2 separate regions of the Gossypium hirsutum genome follow, and region 2 is linked to region 1. Evidence: chromatin contacts called from public Hi-C data. All regions are on one chromosome and are shown on one strand. The core of a region is the stretch at or near the end of the contact, and the rest is flanking DNA. Distances in the headings are between cores, read along the strand shown. Region 1 has its middle 7.2 kb from the start of LOC107902147. Region 2 holds the start of LOC107950887 (pentatricopeptide repeat-containing protein At3g63370, chloroplastic).

What was found. Hi-C and Micro-C count contacts between places; a contact is called where the count stands out from the background.
Region 2: a contact with region 1 is called in a Hi-C map of leaf, with 1.9 times the contacts expected there. The contact joins the promoter of LOC107950887 here to the enhancer-like site in region 1. A contact is called at or near these places in 9 of 34 Hi-C or Micro-C datasets (callus, hypocotyl and leaf).

The regions. Positions count from the first base shown.
Region 1 is chrA08:11,141,197-11,146,852 of Gossypium_hirsutum_v2.1, forward strand. No RefSeq gene overlaps it. Among protein-coding and RNA genes, the nearest start is that of LOC107902147, 7.2 kb to the right of the region's middle. Within about 2 kb of position 2,890, at least 3 of the 9 cell types and tissues checked have an H3K27ac peak or open chromatin away from gene starts, as enhancers often do. A contact at or near this core is called in hypocotyl and leaf, where this site is marked.
Region 2 is chrA08:11,178,167-11,183,181 of Gossypium_hirsutum_v2.1, forward strand. It overlaps LOC107950887 (pentatricopeptide repeat-containing protein At3g63370, chloroplastic), which reads right to left and starts at 1,763. Exons shown (of 1, transcript XM_016885810.2): 1 at 1-1,763. The coding sequence starts at 1,731. It overlaps TRNAK-UUU (transfer RNA lysine (anticodon UUU)), which reads left to right and starts at 1,861; the gene lies at 1,861-1,933.

The DNA.
Region 1 (5,656 bases), core at 1,640-4,139:
GTTAATAACCTTGTAAAATCTTATGGGAAACTTTGAAAACTTGTAAACCTTTGTAGTGGCAGAAACATGTTATTTTAAAAACAGTTAAGTATCGAAAAATCAAACTTTCTTTGTTATGGCTTAAAGTGAATGAATACTACGCACCAGGTAGGATTCAAGAAAAGAGGAGGTGAGTCAATTAGACTGCTTAAGTACCTAGCTCTTCCATGATCCAATCCTAGACATGCACACATGCATTGCCACACTTTAAGCTTATTACTTGTCCACGCACAACAAATTAAGTTTACGTCTATTTAAAATATTTATTTCCTTTAAAAACATTTACGTTGCGGAAGCTTTGCTCGGTTATCGTGATATTTTGAAAATAAATAACTTTTATAAAACGCGCTCTAGAGCTAACCAATTTTAAGGAATCAATTTAAGTGATGTGAATTTCAAGTTGAAAACGATTTAAGTAATTTAAAAACCCAAAATAAAAATAACAGAGCGGCCTTATTACAACTTTAACCAAAATAGAAATAATCAAAAATAAATGCGAAATTTAAATGGAAGCTAATTGAAACTTATTTAAAAACCAAAAATTTAATCTTCGTGGCCACTCTGAATCCTGCCCAGCTCCAAGTCTACCAACTAGAGCTCACCTACAAGGATGAAAGAGAAAGGGGATGAGTTTGGAAAACTCAGTGTGTAAAGTATCCCAACCAGAGCCCAAATCAGTTCAAGCTTTACTGGGCCTAAGCCCTATTCAGAAATCAGTGTTAACTGGGCCTTAGCCCATATCAATATTAATCTGGGCCATAGCCCCTTACAGTATCGGAGTATATTGGGCCTAGCCCATATCAGTATTAATCTGGGCCGTAGCCCTATTACAAGTCGAGATATATTGGGCCTTGCCCATATTAACACAGTTGGGCCCCATTTCAATACAGTTGGCCTATAACAAAACAGTCTCATATGATTAATGCATGATAAACCCATCCAACCCTGCACTTGCCTCCATCCATCCCCACACTTCCTGTGAGGAATAAATCACCCACGCCATCCCTAACACTTACAGTGTTAGCACCGGTTGCGGCACTAACTATGATCCGCAGCAAAGCTGCTTATATCAGAATATGTGGCACAGCTACCAGAACGGGTTCTTCCTCCATAACATAACCCAGATTCCATGCAACAGATATACATGTCATGGCATACAACAAACATAATCAGAATATCATGCATTTCAGTCAAAATTAACCCTAAGGGTATAACAGTCATTTTCATACTTAGGGGTAGTTTAATAAAATTTACTATTCTAGAGTTTACATACATATTCTAACCATTAACACATTAACAGAAGCACTTATCGAGCGTTTTTACCGAATTTAGCCCGTTGGCCCACTAACCCATTTTTGGCCCATTAAGCCTAAATATACCGAAGTGCATGAAATTGCGCACTCTGTAATCATATTGCTTGTGATTACCAAAATTAACAACCAAACCACCTCATGAGAGCTTGCACGCTTACAAGTTCACAAATGCCGGCTTTTCGACTTTTCGGCTTTTGCCGATCTAGTCTATGAGTGGGTGTCGTTTACACACCTGATTTATAACGATACGTTAGCGAGATCCACACATGAGTTGCCTACAATCGAGTTACTAATACATCAGTCTAAATATCAAAAACAAGCTACGTACTAGACCCCTTACCATATTTGGCCAACAATGCCTTAAACCCTAAAGTTCTTACCTTTCTGCCGAAATATGGGATAGATTTAGATGTCCAACCTAGTTAACCTTCAAGCCCTTCGCTGTACGCCTCCTTTTCCACACTAACGCTTACACAACCAAACAGAAAGAGGCACAAAACCCTTAGTCCAAAACGCTAGCCAGCCATAAGGGTTTCAACTTTTCTTAACTCCCGAAATAAAGAAATAGTTTCGAAAACTTACCACCGGTTCCTTCAGCCAACGATTCCACTTTAGTTCTTATTCGGTTTTGATGTAGATCTAACCTTCAAACCCTAGCAGAAGCCGGTCCTTTTTTGGTCTAAAGATTCAGCAATGCCCTTAAACTATGGGGTTTTCGGCTTTTTGAAACAGTGAAGAAGATGAGATATGAGAGTTCTGTAGTGGCTTTGTCGACAGAACTTTAAGGTTTAGAAGAAGAAAGAATCAGCCACAAGATGGAGAAGAATCAGAGGGTTTGGCTAGAAGAAATTGGCACAGAAGAAATATAGGCTTTCGGGATTTCGGCTTTTGTGCATAAGGCTTAGGAGCAAATGATAAGAAAGTGGAGATGAGTAAAATAGTAGAAAGATTCGGCTATAGAGGAAAAGAAGAAGAATAAAAGAAGTAGATGAAAAGAGGAGAAAACAAAAGAAAAGAAAATAGAAGAAAAAAACTGAATCCTAAAGGCCAAAATATACGACACTTATTAGTTATGGCCGAGTGAGTGTATTTCGGCATAGGAATTCTTCCTAAACTCTAATTCCCCGAATTGCTCCTTGATTTTTGGCCACATTCAATGTTTGAATTCATTCAAACTCTTGACCGATCAGCCCACCGTTGGCACCACCTCCCCAACTCTTTCCCCACGCATGCAGCAAAATCCCAACCTTGCGTGCGCGAGATGAGGCTCGAACCCCAGACCTCCATCCACCTTGCCCCCTTGCACCTTCGCCTGGGCTGCTAGCGACTGCACCACGCTTTCTCCTTTACTAATATATGGTTATAATTAATTATAAACCTTACTTGCTTCAGTTCTGGCCCACTTTAAAAATAAAACGGAATTCGCCCGTTCAAGGACTCGAACCTGCGCCCTCTCCGCATGCCCAGTACGCTGCTACCAGTGTACCACAGGCGCTCCTTGTGGCGTAACTTGGTCGCAACTATTCTTAAACCTTACTTTAGTACGACCTTGCTTCTAAAATAAAAACAAGCATTTACGTGCGCCAACCCTCGAACCTAGGCACTATACCACACTCCCAGCGCCTCTGCCACTGGACCGAGCTTCCCTTTGTGTTACCTTTTAACCTCAACTATATATAAGGCTTTCCTGCGTCGTTCCCTGATATAAGAAAAATAAAACACATTTTCATATGCTAGGAGTCGAACCCCAACTCTCCTTCCCACTACCTAGCATGCTAACCACTAGGTCAGGTACGCTTCTTCATGCCTCTTGCCCAATTTATTTTATAAGCCTTATGCCTAGATTCCCTCTATGAGGTAAAAATTAAAACAAATTTTTTTCCTAGAGTTTAAACACCAAAACAACAATACTTTTATAAATATATATATATTTTCCTATCTAATAATAATAATTATAGTAATAAAAATTTTCATAAAAATTTTTCAAACATACATATAGTAATATTTTTCTAATAATAATAATATCCAAATTATTCGGGCCGTCTTCTACCTGATCCCAAACTCAAGGCCCAATACTTCCAAGCCTAAAAATCGGGGCATTACAGGACCCCATGCCACCTGGTGGTATTTCATTATCACTGAAAGAAATAAAGTTATCAGCACTAATATTGCTGACGAGTCGGTCCAGTTTGTTCACTGAGATGTCTTCAGCAACATAGGTTTCATTGAACACCTTCATCAACGCATTACGGTGTGCCTCTAAATTTTGAAGCAAAGCTAGTATCGAGGTGCAAGCTGGCTGCTTGTGCAACTGCTCCACAACACTATACTCACTGTGTTTCAAAAACTTCAAAAATTCTTTAGCTTCATCTGCTGTTACTGGTTTATTAACCAGTGGTTTTGTCCTCTCCTCCCATTGTTTCGACATTAAAGACTTCTCTTTTACAGGCTCAACTTTCGTATCTAGTGTGCTGGCCAACCTTCTCTCTCCTAGCAATGTCACATTACAATTATAACTCCAAGGCACCCTTTTGTTATCCTTGTAAGGAAAAGCTACCAATTTCTGAATCACCATCTTTGGCGTCGTTCTTGCTCCAGCTTCATTTATTCTTGGTCGTGAAATGATCACCACTGGGTGATTGACTTAACAGACCTTATTTATTAGCTCCTCTTCTGAGGCGCACACATGCTTCTCCTCAGCGAACTCGAAGAACTCTATCTCCTTGTTGTCCATTAGACCCTGTACTGGGGCCTTGAATTCATTACATGTCTCTATCTCATGGTCTTCCTCTCCGTGGAACTCACAATAGTTCTCTACTTCTCGGGACTTGCTCCCAAAGTCTTGTATGATTAGACCTCTTTCTACCATCTTCTTCAGAACCTCCCTTATCGAAGTCCTTACCTCCGCTACATCCAACTTAACTCTCCTTCCTATATTCTTGACTACCGCATTTACCCAATTAGCAGTATGATTGGGTAACGGGTTTCCTGCGCTAGGCACCTCATCGAACTTGACAATACCCATGTTGATGAGTTTTTCGACCACTCTTTTGAAAGAGGTGCAATTCTTGATTGAGTGTCCTGCAACGCCCGCATGATATTCACATTGGGCACTCGCATCATACCACTTGGGGTATGAGGGCTGCAACGGTTTTAAGTAGAACAGGGATAAACATGTGCATCGAATAGATTTTTGTACAACTCCGATACGTTATTGGAATGGGAGTAAACTGGGGCTTTTTCGTATTCTGCTTTGTATTGGGTTCCTGTCTTTAACATCCATACCACATTGATAATCTGCGCTTTCCAGCGCCTTGAACTTTTCTGCCAGCCATTTGTATCGGACTTTCAACTACTCTGAGAGTTCTCCTTTTGCCTTCCCTACCTCTTCCATCTCATCAAAGTCGGGGACCGAAGGATTTACCTGGTCGTCCTCTGGTTTAGAACACGAGCCCGTCAGGAAATTCATTGGTGCCGAAATACTAGCCTGATACTGGGGTTTGATATTGACAGACACCCTTTGAGATGGTACTAGGGTATTTACTGGGGTGAAACCTGGAGGGTAAGTAAGGATCTCGCTATCGCCATCTGGGTTGACCATAGGGCTCTTCCCCTTTCTTGGCCCTCCGAGTAACAACTGAGTTAGCTGATTCATCATGTCCTTCTGCGATTCTTGCATCTAATCTTTCATATCCTGTTGAATCTTGGCCGGTTGCTCTTGCATCTGTGTTTGCAGCCGTTCCTGCATTTCTTTCTGCATTTGTTCCAATTTTTCCAGCCTTTGATCCATAGCTTTGGTTTTTTTGCGCGTGTAGTATTGATGTTCCAGGGTAACTATAATATAATTTTAGATTAATTAAGGGTTTTTTGAAACGTAATGCATGTGATGTGATGAAATGCAAATGCATAAAATGAATGCAAAACTAAAAAGGCGTCGATTCTGATCCAATTCCATTTAGAAACTTTTTTAGAAAACAAAATCCTTTACATAGAACAGACTATATATACGAATTTGCCCTAATACTCAAAGTTTTAACTTTTTTATGATGGCAAGCCAGCTCACGACCCCGGTCCAACTCTAACTCATACTTCACACTTAGCACATCAGCTTGAACTGCTAAAGTCTGTAAATAATCAGCCACTGATCGAATCTGTGCCACGACTTCACTTATGATATGATATCTATCCCTGACCTGGTCCTGCGATTAACGAAGCTGTTCGTTCAATTGCTCATTATTCGACTCAAGAAATTCAATTCGATGCTCACAGTTCTGTAATGCGGCCTCAAGCTCTTCTACCCTTCC
Region 2 (5,015 bases), core at 513-3,012, 36 kb after region 1:
ATCAGGGTGAATATTAGTTTTGTTTAGGATATGGAACAGTTCAAGAGCTTCATTAGCAAGCCCATTGTGGACATATGCAGAAATCATGCTTGTCCAAGACACAACATCTTTAAACTGGATTGACTCAAATGTTTGCACAGCATAGTCTATGTTTCCACATTCTCCATATACATCAACAATCATGTTTTGCAGCACAACATCAGACAGGCCTCTTCTCATAATATAACCATGAATTTCTTTCACTTGGGACACACACGCCAGTTCACTACAAGCCAGCAGTATACTACCTAGCATCATGGGATCAACATCAATATCTATTAATTGTACTTCTCGGAACAATTCAAAAGCCTTTAAAGCATAACTGTTTTGTGCATAGCCAGCAATGACAGTAGTCCAAGAAATTAAATCTTTATCGGGCATCCTATTAAAAGCATAGCCCATGTAGTTCACACAAGAACACTTTGCATACATATCTATAAGAGTATTTCCAACCTGCAAGTCTAAATCAAATCCAATTTTTATTGCATAAGCATGCAATTCCATACCATTCAATAGGTAACCCATTCGCCCACAAGCTACCAAGATGCTTATTACTGTAACCTGGTCAGGTTTTTCACCAGCATTCTGAAAATCATGGAAGAAATGCAAAGCCTCACTGCACATACCATTTTGGATAAACCCAGTAAGCACAGAATTCCAGGCTACTTTATCCTTTTCTTCCAATTTGTTAAAAGTTCTTACAGCCTCACTCATCTTACAACATCTGACATACATAGCAACCAAAGCACCAGCAACATAAGCATCAAGAAGCTGAGCTGATTTCAACACAGCAGCATGTATCTCCTTACCTAATTTCCTAAAGGAATAATCTCCACAAGCCTGAAGACAAGCAACAGCAGTGTAAGTATTAGAGTCAAGACCAGCCTTTTGCATTTCCCTGAAAAGTTCCAATGCTTCCATAGATCTTCCATTTGAAGAATATGCTGAAATTATAGAATTCCATGAAACTACATCGTCTTTTTGATCTATTCTCCCGAATAATCTCCTTGCTCCAAAAAGATCATCACATTTGGCATACATAGCAACTAAAGAATTGACAACACAAACAGTAGAATCATACCCAAACTTGACAGCCAGACCATGAATTTCAGCCCCTAAATAGAGATTTTTTAGCAAACCACTAGCTTTAAGCAGAGAAGGAAAACTATAAGCATCAAGAGGAACTCCCAAAACCCGCATTTCTTTATAGGTTTGAAGAACTTCAAAAGGTTTCCCATTTGAAACATAAGCTCCTATCATAGCATTCCAAGTAAAAATACTTCGTTGACCTATTTGATCAAACACTTTCTCCGCATTCCGAACTGACCCGCATTTTCCATACATAAACACAAGCTTAGTAGCTAAAAACATGGATTCGGAGACGGAACAAGACTTTATCATGTGGGCGTGAATTTGTAGCCCCTGAGAAAGAGCTTTCTTTTGAGCACAAAGTTCAAGAACCGGGGCATAAGTCTCGTCCGGGTGATCATTGGATGAAACTGGTAGCGATTGAAATGCTTCCTTGAGGTTTCCTCGAAGGCAAATATCCTTTAAAGTATGGGTTTGGATGGGTTTACGAGAAAAAGATGGGATTTTGAGAGTAGGGTTTATTTGTGTTTGGATTAACATAGGGGGGTGAGCGAAAATTGAAGAGCAATTATTAGTGTGCAGATGAACCAAAGAAGCGGGCATTAGAGGGCAAGTGCAGGACAGGACGACGCTCAGTGTAAGATAAGACTGCAGTCGCATGATCAATGGTATTGTTATGGAATAACATTTCGAATTGATTAATATAATGAATAATAACTAATGAAATCTCAAGCCGTCTTAGCTCAGCCGGTAGAGCGCGCGGCTTTTAATCACGTGGTCGTGGGTTCGATTCAAACAGACGGCCTTTTGTTGATAATTTCATCAGCTCAATTTTACTTTTTCTTGTTGTCTTTCAAGATCTGGTCACGTGGAGAAGAGAAAAAGGAAAAAATAGAACATTCTTTGAGGTTTATTTTATTTTATTTATGTTTAAAGTAAGGGTTAATATTTAGTATATTGGTAGTGTATTTTTTTATTTTATAAATAGTTTTAAAAAGTTATATGTGTTTCTTTTTTAAATATAATTTTTTAATATTTTACTATATTTTATAGGACACTTCTCAACTCCCTAATCTTACTTGTGAAGTATAAAAACTTCACTACTAGTGTATCAAATATTTTCTTTTAAAGTATTAGGGTAAAATAAAAGAATAGCCATCCAACTATATCTTTAGTTCTATTTTAGCCACTCTACTGCTAACTTTTTTATTTAACCACTCAACTTTTCGAAATTAAATATTCTAATCACTCTCCAATTAGATGTTGTTATTAAACGAGTGATGAAGAACTGATGTTGGCCATTTTTATTGGCTTAATAACAAATTTAGCCTTAAAATGTTTACACATTCTATCAACTTGATTCTAAATCTAAAAAAACTCAACAAATAGTCCTCAATGTTTACAAAAATTTGTCCTTTTAGTTCAAAGTCTAAAAATTCAATAAATTTAGTCTCAAATTTACAAAATTTGTCAATTTAGTTTGTAATAGCCCTCACCCAATCCAAGTAAAAGATGTTACATTTAAACATTAAACTCACCACTTAAACATATTCTTGTTTCATTATAATCAAGGTAACTTATAGAACAAAACATTATTATTTATACATAATTCACTTTTTTTTTTACTAATAAACCTAAGTACATGCTAAACTAAATCCAAAATATATATACCAAATTGCTTGAACTTGAAGTTGAGGAGTGATGTGATTCAAACCGAAGTAGCAATCCTCGACTCTTTTCAAAACTTATCTATCACCTATGCATTTAAAACAAATGCGTTAAGCTACGTGAATAGCTAGTAAGTACTCAACTGGATTCAATCTTACCATTTTGATATATATACAATTCAAGTAAAATTTTAATAATATTTATTCACATAGTTTCTTTCACTAATATGCTTAAAATTTCAATTCATTTTCGAAAACATAAAATCATTTAAATTAATTTTCTAACTTATAGTTTTTACTTTAACACATATAGTCACTAATCAACTTTCACATTCACATAAATCTTTGTCTCATGTCACAAACATAACATAAACTCTTAAGTCACATGTTTCACTTAATACTTAATTCACATGTGTTACTGAAACACATATATCATTATAACACTTTTACTTAATTCACATGTATTACTGAAACACATATATCATTATAACACTTTTACTTTCACATAACACTTTTGCAGTCCTTAGTGAGTCTTAAAAAATTTCAATAATTTCGATACATTAGGTCAAAACAGAACTCTTGACCTTTAATGGAACTCTAATAACAAAACTCCATTAAACACATCACATAACCCACTTCTCCTCTCCTAATCCCCTTTGTTCAACCTTAAAATCATTTCATTATCATGTATCATATTTCCTATAAGTCCACTAATGCATTTATTCACATATCACTTTCATATAACATACTTGAATATCACAAATATATCATTTGTATCATATGACTTATTTACTTTGAATCACACAAACACATTTACTACATTTTTATTTCACATATTCACTTTATTCATAATTCATAAAAATACAAACATAACATATATTCACACCATTTCACACTTTAGATTTCAATTCACTATCATTAAGCACTTTACTTTCTTATAACACTTTACTTAAATATTTTGTTTCATTATTTTAGCACACATAGTAATTTTTGAACATTTTACATTTTAGTCCTTAAATTCATGAAAATTCAATAATTATTATGTAACAACCCGTTTTCAGTAAAATAGGAACAGTGGTTTCGGGACTACAAATTCGACATCTAAAAAATTATTTTATTATTATTTTAATGTCTACAACATGTTAGTGGTGTCGTATAAAAGTTTCGTGAAGAAATTTTATTGTTTGTATTTTTAATTTGATAAAAAGGATTAAATTTGCATAAAGTGCAAAACTTGTGTTCTATTAGAGAAGGTGTCAATTTAACATGAAGTTAGAATATAAGTGGCCTTAACTGGTAATTAGACCATTAAGATAAATAGTGGACGAAGATGAACTTTTTTTTTCATAGTTTTAAAGGTTATTACTTAAGGTTAATTAAGTAAATAATAAATCAACTTAAAATAAAAATGAATAAAAGAAGAATTTCTTCTTCTACAAAAAAAAAAAAAAACTAGGGCAAGACACCATTTTTGATCATTCAACATTTGGCCAACATTCCTAGTGCATGTAAGTGCATTTTTGCTCTATTTTTAATGATTTATATGTTTTTGGAGTCGTTATAGCTTAATCTAGCTAGCCTAGGGACTAATTAGCAAAATTGTTAAAAGTCTAGGATTTTACCATGAATGTATGTTGGTTGTTTTTGATGTTTAAGGGATGAAAATGAATATTTGATGATATTTGAGCAACTTTTGTATACGAATTTTTGATGAAATTGTCAATTAAGGATTTTATTTTAAAAAAATAGAAAAATATTCATGGTGAAAATGTGAAATAAATGAAATAAAGGGATTGCTATGGACTAAGTTAATATTCGCCTAGCATGGTGTGGATTAAATTGCATGAATTTTTATTTTCATGAGATAGGGACTAAATTGTATTGAATTCAAAATTACAGGGACAAAAGTATAAATTTTCCAAAATATGATTTTTGGATTTAATTGTTTAGAATGAATTTTGAATGATTTAAATTTGATTATATAGATCAAGAAAAGTAACGTACGAATTTAGATCGGGAAAAAGAAAAAGTATTGGATTAATCAATCGTTTTTTTCTGTACGTGTTTGAGGTAAGTTCGTATATTTAATTAGCATTAAATTATATTCGATTTAAATACTTTTATGTTATATTCTTCGCATTATGACTCTACGGAAATATCCAACGAAGTTTTGGCGATTTTTGGATCCCATTTGAGCCTTAGGAATATATAGGATACAAA